Regions from separate parts of the Mus musculus genome. Here region 1 is linked to region 2. A link is a contact called in public promoter capture Hi-C data. All regions are on one chromosome and are shown on one strand. Each heading gives the region's core, a stretch centred on a gene start, on an enhancer-like site or on the middle of the called end of the contact. The rest is flanking DNA. Distances are from core to core; before and after follow the strand shown. Region 1 holds the start of Rnf220 (ring finger protein 220). Region 2 overlaps Armh1 (armadillo-like helical domain containing 1).

Region 1 (4,982 bases), core at 2,461-4,960, 280 kb before region 2:
ATCCCAGCACTTGGGAGTGGGGCAGAGGCAAACAGATCTCTGTGAGTTTGAGGTCAGCCTGGCTTACACAGAGAGTTCCAGGAAAGTCAGTAGAAAAACCTTGTAAGGTAGACAGTGCCTGAGAAAGAGTCCTGGAAGCTGTCTGCTGGCCTTTACACAACATACATACATGCACTCTTATATACCCTAACATATACTTGTACAGACACATACATGCACTTGGATTCACACACACATACACAGAGCCGAAGTCTTCTCTTTCTTCCTGTGCCCCTTGGACATACACACACCTATATCTGCTTTCTAAATTGCCTAGACATAATTAGTGTGCTAGAAACTTGGTGTAGTTCACCTTTGGCCTTTGTCCATGGAGAGGTGTGTACATGCATGTGATAGAAATGCATCATGCTATGTGTACTGTTCTTTGACTTACATGTCTTCTCGATTGACAGTCTATCATGACCTCCTTCCATACCAGTCCATCCAAGTCTGTCTCATTTCCTTTGATGGCTGCCCCCTTTTAATTTGACGATCTTAATTGTCTGTAAATGGGAAAGCCAAATAATCAAGCTTATTAGAATTGTACCTAAGAAAGAGTAAATCAGCTCCGAGTGAAGGCTTGTGGAATTCTCCTAGGGGTAAAATGTGTTAACTTTAGCACATAGACTTGGCCATGTTTGTTTTGGCTATTCTGGGACTCTTTCTGCCTATTTCCTGCTTCATTGTGTTTTGGAGAGCCAAGGTTGCCAAACATGTGACCTGTGAAGTGACAAGGTATTAGATGTTCAGTTTCACATTGTAGGGTTTTGCTACTGTTTTGCATTTAAGTTTTTCATCATATTGTCTTTATAGATGGTGTCTGTCCCCCTTCCTAAGTATTTGCATCTCGGTGCAGAACACTGCCAACGTCACTGAAACGTCTGGCTTGACAGCTGAGCTGAAACGGAGCTTCTTACAGGTTGTCCACTCATAAGATGTGACCTGGCTCTTAGAGGAACTTTACAAATTGATCTGAAGGAGCTGGAGGCTGTGGCACAGGCTACTAATCCCTCTCTATTCAGGAGGCAGAGGCAGGAGGATCTCTGTGAGTTTGAGGGCAGCCTGATCTACAGAGTGAATTTCATAGTATCTTAGGTTATACAATAAGAAACACTGTCTGGAAAAAAACAAACCAACAAATTACAGAGAACAAAGCTGGGTTGGTAGTGCTTGTCAGCAATCCCGGAATCTGAGAGGCTGAAGCAGGGGGGTCACAAGTTAGATCAGGCTAGCCTGGGCTACAGTGTAAAATCCTGCCTCAATAAATGAAAGCAGTCTCTCAGGAGGAACAGTATCCTGCGATGTAAGTATGAGAACCCACCACAAGGATCTGTTTTCATCTTCCGAGGTAACACGGTTCAGTCTGGCTGAATCTGCCTTTAGAGTCTACACAGCTACTGCCCCTGTGGGGCGTTCTCAACTGTCACCTGCCACAGACTTTTCAACTAGTCTCCATGTCTGCCGTCTTACCTCCAGGCTGCTCACCCTCTGACGACTACCGTGTTGGACACCTCAGGGTTTCTCGTGTCTCTGGGATGAGGTCCACTCTCCTCAGGTTAGCACACAAAGCTTTGCTATTGTGCTGTGACTCACTTCTGCTTATCTCTTGGGGCTGAATGCCTCATATTTCAATTACCAGGGAATGCAAGGGGCTCCTGGTCCTTTCAGCATACTGCAGGGCAGGGCTCAATAAATACATGCTAAATTAATGGATGAAGTATTTTGTGTTCGACATCTCAACATGCAGCCCAGGATAACCTCTGTTCACTAGTCACCCCAACATAATTAGTAATAGTGGCCCATTTATGATTAAACTTTTCTCAGGTCAACAGATATATGGTCACCCTAATTACAGCAGTGGCTACATTGATTTCTAACCTGTTCTTTTGGTCCCTGACTAGATGGTTAGTTCTTTAGGGACAGGAGTTCTGTGGGATTTGGGGGTGGTGGGGGTGTTGGTTTGGTTTTGTTGTCATTGGTTGTTGTTGTTGTTGTTTTAATCTAAGCCATGGCCTTGCACATTCAAGGCATATTTGTTTTGGTTTGTTTGTTCTTGAGACAGTTTCTCTATATAGTTCTGGCTGTCCTGGGAACTCTCCCTGTACTCCAGGCTGACCTAGAACTCATAGAGATCTGACAGCTTCTGTCTCCTGTCTGGCTAAAGGTGAGAGCCTTTACTGCCTGGCTTGTATCTGTTCATTTTTAATACTCCTATATACTGACATTGTCAGATACTTAGATGATTCTCTTGAAAAAAAAATCAAGCATAGTTCTTGCCCACATAACGTTTATAACTCAACAGAAAAGAGCAGTCTAATTAACAATAGTGCCAATGCATGACTGGTATGGCTAGAGGCTTAGAAGTCCCTAAGCCAATTGAATCCTGTGAATGGAGGTAGTCATGGTCACAGAAGTCTAGGTGAGCCTATTAGCTGCTCATTTAAAGAGCTGCTAATTAAACATTTTAAGTGTAATCACCACACAGGAACTTAGCTAGTACCTTTTGTTGAGAGTCTCACTCCTAGCCCTGGCTGGCCTAGAACTCCCTGTGTAGACCAGGCTGTGCTGGGACTTTCAGCAGTCCTCCTGCATCTGCCTCCTGGGTGCTGGGATTACAGGCATCAACCACAGAGCCCAGTTCTATACAAACTTAAGCACATGTTAAACATGAGAAAAAGGGACGAAAAAGTCACATCAGAATGGAATATTGGTCTCATTCTGGTTTAGACTATAATCCTGGGAGGTTCTTCGCAGGATGGATTATCCTCATGTATCCTAGGGAAGAGAAATTTTTTCCAGATGAGAAACCTGACTTTTTAGAAACCAAGCCACAAAACAAAGGAATTACTTCAGAGGCCAGGATTAGCTTTCAGCTGGGCTTTGCCTTCTCAGCGGGGCCTACCTGCCTTCCCTGTTAGCTGTGTACCTAGAAGTAAGTCACAAAACCCAGCCTCAGTTTCTTCTTTTTAAAAACTAGAAATATTATCTCCAGAATTAAAGGGCTAAATGAGATTGTGGAATGACATTTGGACTCATAGCTTGGGTCTTAGAAGGTTCTCAATAATGTTAATTCTCTATTTCCCCAATATATCTTTTTATACCTCATGAATTAACAATTTGAAGAGAAAGAACTATATTATAAACATCAGTGACACCAGGGAAATTTTTATTCACAAATCTGGGTGTTAAACTAGGCCCCTTTTCCTCTCTGTCTAAATGTCAGTTTTATTCATATTCACTTACAATTTTATTTTTATAGGCAAAGACCCAAAGTAATATTCAAAGCACTAAACATTCGAAGCACTACACAGCAGGTAGGATCTTTCGGGGGCGGGGGGTGGGGGGGAAAGGGTAGAGTTTTATGTTGGAGCCAAGGTTTGGTGGTCAGCGAGCAGCCCTGACGTCAGGCTTAAAAGATTTAGCCATTTCCCCTTGGTCACTTTAGTTCAAAAAAGAATCGCGGTCAGTCAGATTTCTCCGAAGGGAAAGGAGGAGAGATGTAAACAAAGGCAAAAGACCTCTCTAGTTTCCACTTGGGCGGGCCACCTAAGACCATCCAGCCCTCTAGTGAGGGCAGCCAGGGCTGCTCTCCCGGAGTGCCCGGGGTCTGGACTCCATTTCCCAGAGTCCCTTAGTACCCTAATGTATTCAGTGCTCAGAGTGCCTGTATGTGTGTGAGTGTGAGAGAATGTGTGCGTGCATGTGTGTGTGAGTGTGTGTGTGCGCGCGCGCGTGTGTGTGCGCCTCCGAGTCCCTGGGAGAGTGGAGGCTCATTCACTGATTAGAGCCAGCGCTGAGAGGCAGCACTGCTCTTCTCTCACACCAACAGAGTCTCTTGATCTGTACATGCAATCCCAGGCAGCTCGCGAGCACAAACCCGGGGCCAGCCGCCTGCTGCTGCTGCTGCTGCCGCTGCCGCCACCACCGCCGCCGCTGCCCCCGCCGGCTCTGCGCACCCGGGACTTTTCATGCACCACACTCTCCGTCTTCTTACCTTGGTGTCCTGAAAAGTGCGATCGTTCTCCCCAGGAATTTCCACGGCAAGTACGGAGCCCAGAAAGGGGTGTGGATGCGTGTGCGTACACAAGAGGGGTGGGCGCGAGGGTGGCCGGGTTGCTGAGGAACCTGGCTAACTTTCGGGGTTGGTCTCCCAGGGATTCGGGCGGCTCCCCTGCGACAGGGACAGGGACTGGGACCTGCACTGCCGCGTCTTAGATCTTGGCGACCGAGCCTCCTTGGCTGTCGGTGCCCGGCGCGCTCAGTGCGCTGCCTCACTCAAACTTTCCGTCTTGAGTTTTCCTTAATGTGTTTTATTTGGGGGGTGCAAGGGGGAGGGACCAGACGCTGGAATTGGACAAGTAGGGAGGGCGAGGGGGATAGCCAGGGGAAGGGAGCAGGACTTCTCCATCTTTTTATAAGCCCCATTTCCACTTTGTTTGGGTCGACCGCGAGTAAGCTCTCCTGCCCGGCTTCCCGGTGCACCCCGCTGTGATTTCCGCGGGCCCGGTCTGAGTGTTACTCAGTGGGGACTCTCAGGCGGCGGGCGGGATAGGAAAGGGGCGATCTGTTGAGAAACGATCCCAGCCGCACAACACATTGCCGACCCGGTGGGGTACCCCGCAGGCTCCGGAGCCTTGGGGTCCCCAGAGGCTCGGCTTACTTTTTCCTGACGAGGACGGGTGTGAAGGATGGAGAAGGAGAGCCGGGGGGTGCGGTGGGGGTGGGATGGGGAAAACCTCCGCCTGCAGGATGAAGGCAGGTGCTGCCACTGAGGTGAACCGTGCTATCTGTAACCGGTAAACTCCCAGCTCCACTGGGTTGGACTGGCCGGCCTTAGAGTAACGCGTTCCGTGCCGGTCTCCTGGGATTGGGGGTGGGGGGGCGGGATCCCCTCTTCCAGCGATTATAAGGAGCGAGGTGGGAGGACGATCTTGTAAAATCAC
Region 2 (4,605 bases), core at 690-3,189:
CATGGCAGAAATATGCTGGGGAAGGAGCCAAGAGTTCTACATCTTGATCCACAGGCAGCAGAAGGAGACTGTGTTCCACATTGGGTGGAGTTTTAGCACAGGAAACCTCAAAGCCTGGCCCCACAACACCACACCGACTCCAACAAGGCCACACCTCCTCATAGTGCCACTCTATATGGCCCAAGCATTTAAACACACGAGTCTCTGGGGGGCCATTCCTATTCAAACCACCGCACTTGCCTAGAAGAGCAGAGAGCAGATAACTGAGATAGGTTCACACCTGTAATCCTAGCACTCAAGAGGTTGGGACAGGATGAACAGGATGAATGTCATAAGTTCAAAGCCAGCCTGAGCTACAAAGTAAGATTCTGTCTTCAAACAAACAAACTGGTAAGATCAGTAATTCAAGTTCATACTTAGCTACATAGTAAGCTTGAGTATAGTCTAGCTACAGGAGACTTCAGAGAGAGAGAGAGAGACAGAGAACATGTCACCATAACTCCTGGGTCATCAGCACATATGTCACATCCATAGCTTATGTTTATACTTTATCGATTTTCTTTATTGTTTAAAAATAACAATAATAACAAGCTGGGTTTGGTGGCACACAACTTTAATCCCAGCACTCAGGAGATCTCTGTGAATTCTAGAACAGCATAGTCCATGTAGCATGCTCCAAGACAACAAGGACTATAAAGATAGACCCTGTCACAAATAAGTAAGTAAATAAGTAAACAAACAAATACAATAACAATACTGATAATATATTTTTTGTTTGCATTTTGGAGACAGATTCTTGCTGCATTATCCAGGATAGCCTTGATCCCCAGCACTTAACCAACCCACTTATCTCAGCTTCTCTCAGCTGAGTCTGGCTAGACTTTAAAGTTGTGTGTGTGTGTGTGTGTGTGTGTGTGTGTGTGTGTGTGTGTGTGCACTCGCACACATGTGCATGGAGGTCAGAAAATGACATCAGAGGTCTTCCTTAGCCACTCTGTTTACATGTTAATGTCTCTAGCTGAACCTGTAACTCACCAATGTGATGAGCTGGGCTAACCAGCTTGCCCCTGGGATCTCTGTCTCTAGTTCCCTAGTGCTAAGAGTGCAACCCAGCCACAGTGCTAGCCCAGTTTACCTGGGTGCTGGGGACATGAACTCCAGTTCTCAAGCTTGCTTAACAAGTGTGTTAATGCCGGGCAGTGGTGGCCCACGCCTTTAATCCCAGCACTCGGGAGGCAGAGGCAGGTGGATTTCTGAGTTCGAGGCCAGCCTGGTGTACAGAGTGAGTTCCAGGACAGCCAGGGCTACACAGAGAAACCCTGTCAAAAAAAAACAAAACAAAACAAAACAACAACAAAAAAAAGTGTGTTAACTGCTGAGCCTCTCCTGCCTTATTTATTTATTTGGGAGGGGGTGTGCATGCCACAGGGATGGCAAGGTTGGGGGATAACTAGCAGAACTTTTCTCCTTCCACCATGCAACCCTGGGATCCTACTCAGTTGATGAGGCTTGGTTTCAAGTGTCTTTGTCCACTGAACCATCTCATCAGTCCTCCTCAGCTCTTAAAAAGCAATTCTCTGAAAGTATTTTTATCTGGGCATGATGGCATGTGTCTGTAACCGCCGACGATGGAGGCGGTAGCAGGAGGACTGCCACAAAATGAAGGCCAGTTTGATCTAACAGTGAAGGCTCCATGTCTAATAATTAATCCATCTATTTTTAGTGTTTCAGCATTGGTCTTTGAATACGGTGTAATTAAAAATGTATGAGTTAATCTATTTTTAGTGCTTCAACATTAGTATTTGAATAGAATGTAGTTAAAAGGGCAGCAGAACACTCAGGAATCAGAGAGCATGTGACTGGTCAAGTACAGCCTGCAAGGATATTCCAGTAGAAAAGAAAGAAAATTTATGCTGAAGCGTGCTTCCTCTGTGCAGCCAGCAGGTGGCAGTCTCGTCCAGAAGTGCACAGTAAACCGGTTTCCCAAGACTCTAGCAGCAAAGACATGGGTGGGCACCGTGGAAGTGACTGCATGTGTACACCAGCTTTAGATTTAGTCTGTTCGCTGTCAAGGCATGATCATCTTCATCTGTAAAATGATTTATAGACAGAGTAACAGAAAAAAAAAACTCTGTAGAATCCTACAGAGTATGAGGCTGAAGGGAGGTGCTGGTTAACTGAACTTTATGTAGAGGCATTCAGGCTTCCAGTTATGGAGGAAAAGGAAGTGGCTGCTCTTTATGGAAGGTTGCTGGGAGGAGGCACAAAAGGATTTCCGGTTACACAAAGTCCCTAGTCAAAAACCACCTGTGATGCAATCTGTCTGGGCAAGTGTCGGACCCCAACCTCTTCTGTCATGAAAAGATCTTCCCTAAGCAAAAAGGAGGGTACGTCATAGAAAAGCCTGTGCATAGCCACGAGCTGGCTAAGACAGATTTCCTTCATAATGTCAGCCCCTTTAAGAGAAGGGCGGCCTTCCAGACCTGTTCCTATCTACAAGAGGCCGTACAGTTTCTCTGATAACCAACTCTGATGCTGGGCATGGTGGCACATACCTTTATTCCCAGCACTCAGGAGGCAGAGGCAGGTGGATCTCTATGAGTTCAAGGCCAGCCTGGACTACATAGTTAGTTAGTTCTAGGCTATCTGGGACTATGTAGAAAGATCCTGTCTCAAAAAAACAAAAACAAAAACAAAAAAAACCCAAACAAACAAAAAAACAAAACAACAACAACAAAAAAAACAGTAGCAAAAAGCAATTCTAAAATGCCAAAGCCAAACACACACACACCTGGGATGGAATATTTTATTCTCCCGCACACACGGGATATCCAAGTGCTGGACCACTTATTTTGTTCCTTTGTTTTGTTTCGAGACAGGATTTCTCCATGTAGCCCTGGCTGTTCTGGAACTCACTCTGTAGACCAGGCTGACTTTGAACTCAGAGATCTGCCTGCCTCTGCCTCCCAAGGCAGAGGTCAAAGGCGTGCGCCACCACCAACTTTGGTTACTTGGCCACTTGTAAGGTCCTTTTGCCACAGGAACATTAACCCTGGTAGAAGCTTTCCTGCTCACTGGCCCCCTAACAAGGCCACTTGCCCTCAACTTCTTCATCTGTTCAGAGGGATCAGCAGGAAAGCACGAGGCATCCTGGTGCAGACAAGGGTGAGTTGTTTTGCTTTGGTTTTTTTAGACAGAGTCTTAGACAGCTTAGACTGGCCTCAAACTCTATATGAAGTAAGCAGTGGCCCTCCAGCTCCCGAGTGTTGCTCTTATAGGCACGTGCTGCCTCATCCAGCTTCAGGCTGTGGGCTTTCTGGACTTGAGATATGACTCTTTCCTCTTGAACTAAGTGTCCATGGCATCCACCTTACATCTGCTGATCACTGCCCCCTCTATCTCCTCAGCACAGGTCCTGTAGCGAGCGCATGCCCCATCCGGGTTGGCCAAGGGGTGGGGATGAGTCCGTAAAGTGCTTGCTCAGAGAGCAAATGTCTCAGCAGAGAGGCAGGGCCCTGCTTCTCTCTCTTTGGGTATAACCAGTGACAGCTGCGAACACAAAACACAGAACTGGCTGGGTGAGAAAAATCTTCATTTGTCCCAGGAGCTTCGAGCATTCTAGTTACATAACCAATGGAAGATGAAGCATTCAGTTTAAAGTGGGTTGGCAGAAGTAAATATTTATCTCCTGGAATATCTGACTACGTTGCAGAACCTGCTGCTCCCAGCCAGGAATTTATCATAAACATATCTTCTTACACTCCTTTGGAGCCTGGGCATCCACCCAGTCACTTCTCTTCACATCTCAGGCATAGACATATTTCCCAGGGTGCACTGGCATCGCTGTGGCATCCTGCTCTAGCTGGCAAAGTGACTCACAATCCAATAAAAGGAGTCAAAGCGTTCAGACCCAAACGCATCCCCATCAACCCAGCAGCAGAGCAAGTAAGAAACATTGGAGAGTCTGGGACTCTGGCCGCTGCACACAGTGGCTGCCAAGCATTCAGAGCTTCTTGTTTTGTTTGCATAAAGTTTGGGAGATGCCAGAGAGGCTCCAAATGCTCTGCGGCACCCCAGGGCTGGACCCTGTCCCTGTACAGTGTTTTCGGATCTGTGACTCCAGGTTAGAACGCTAATCAGATGGGCACGCCAAATGCAGTCTCTTGTCCCAGCACTCGGGAGGCAGAGGCAGAAGGATCTCTGAGTTCAGAGTCAGTCTGGTCTACATAACAAGCCCCAGTCCAGCCAGGGCTACATAGCCTAGGCCCCCATCCACTACAGTAGCAACAACAATACGAGCCACCTCTGAGCATCAAGAAGTGTCAGGGGCTGCATCAGAATTGACTTTGAGGGTACCCTGGAGGATCTCTATGAAGCACACAATCCAGAGACATGGCTGGCAGGACCAAGAGGACAGTGGGTGGCTGTTAGCACTGTCGTCTTGTCGTGGTTTCCATTCGTTCGTCTGAGACAGAGTCTGACTGTGTAGCCTAGATTTGTCAGGAATTAGCTATATAGAGCTATCCTCAAACTCAAAGCTCCTGCCTCTGACTTCCTCAGCCTCCCAAGTGCTTAGAGCACAAACTTGTTCCACTGTCCCGAGCT

The links. Promoter capture Hi-C pulls out the DNA fragments that hold promoters and counts their contacts.
Region 1: a contact with region 2 is called in a promoter capture Hi-C map of hematopoietic stem and progenitor cells, with 3 times the contacts expected there. The contact joins the promoter of Rnf220 here to the enhancer-like site in region 2. A contact is called at or near these places in 4 of 39 promoter capture datasets (embryonic stem cells, hematopoietic stem and progenitor cells, liver and 1 more), 1 of 15 datasets of contacts at CTCF or cohesin (the NIH/3T3 cell line), 1 of 115 datasets of contacts at active chromatin or transcription factors (stem cell-derived neural progenitor cells) and 2 of 9 other capture datasets (adipose tissue and liver).

Annotation. Positions count from the first base shown.
Region 1 is chr4:117,495,780-117,500,761 of GRCm38.p6, reverse strand. Rnf220 (ring finger protein 220) reads left to right here and starts at 3,710. Exons shown (of 15, transcript NM_025739.3): 1 at 3,710-4,079. Gm12827 (a long non-coding RNA gene) reads right to left here. Exons shown (of 5, transcript XR_868034.2): 1 at 4,034-4,982; 2 at 434-542.
Region 2 is chr4:117,216,390-117,220,994 of GRCm38.p6, reverse strand. The region is part of intron 7 of Armh1 (armadillo-like helical domain containing 1); the gene reads left to right. Among named protein-coding and RNA genes, the nearest start is that of Gm23287, 7.8 kb to the right of the region's middle. Within about 2 kb of position 1,939, at least 48 of the 459 cell types and tissues checked have an H3K27ac peak or open chromatin away from gene starts, as enhancers often do. A contact at or near this core is called in adipose tissue and hematopoietic stem and progenitor cells, where this site is marked.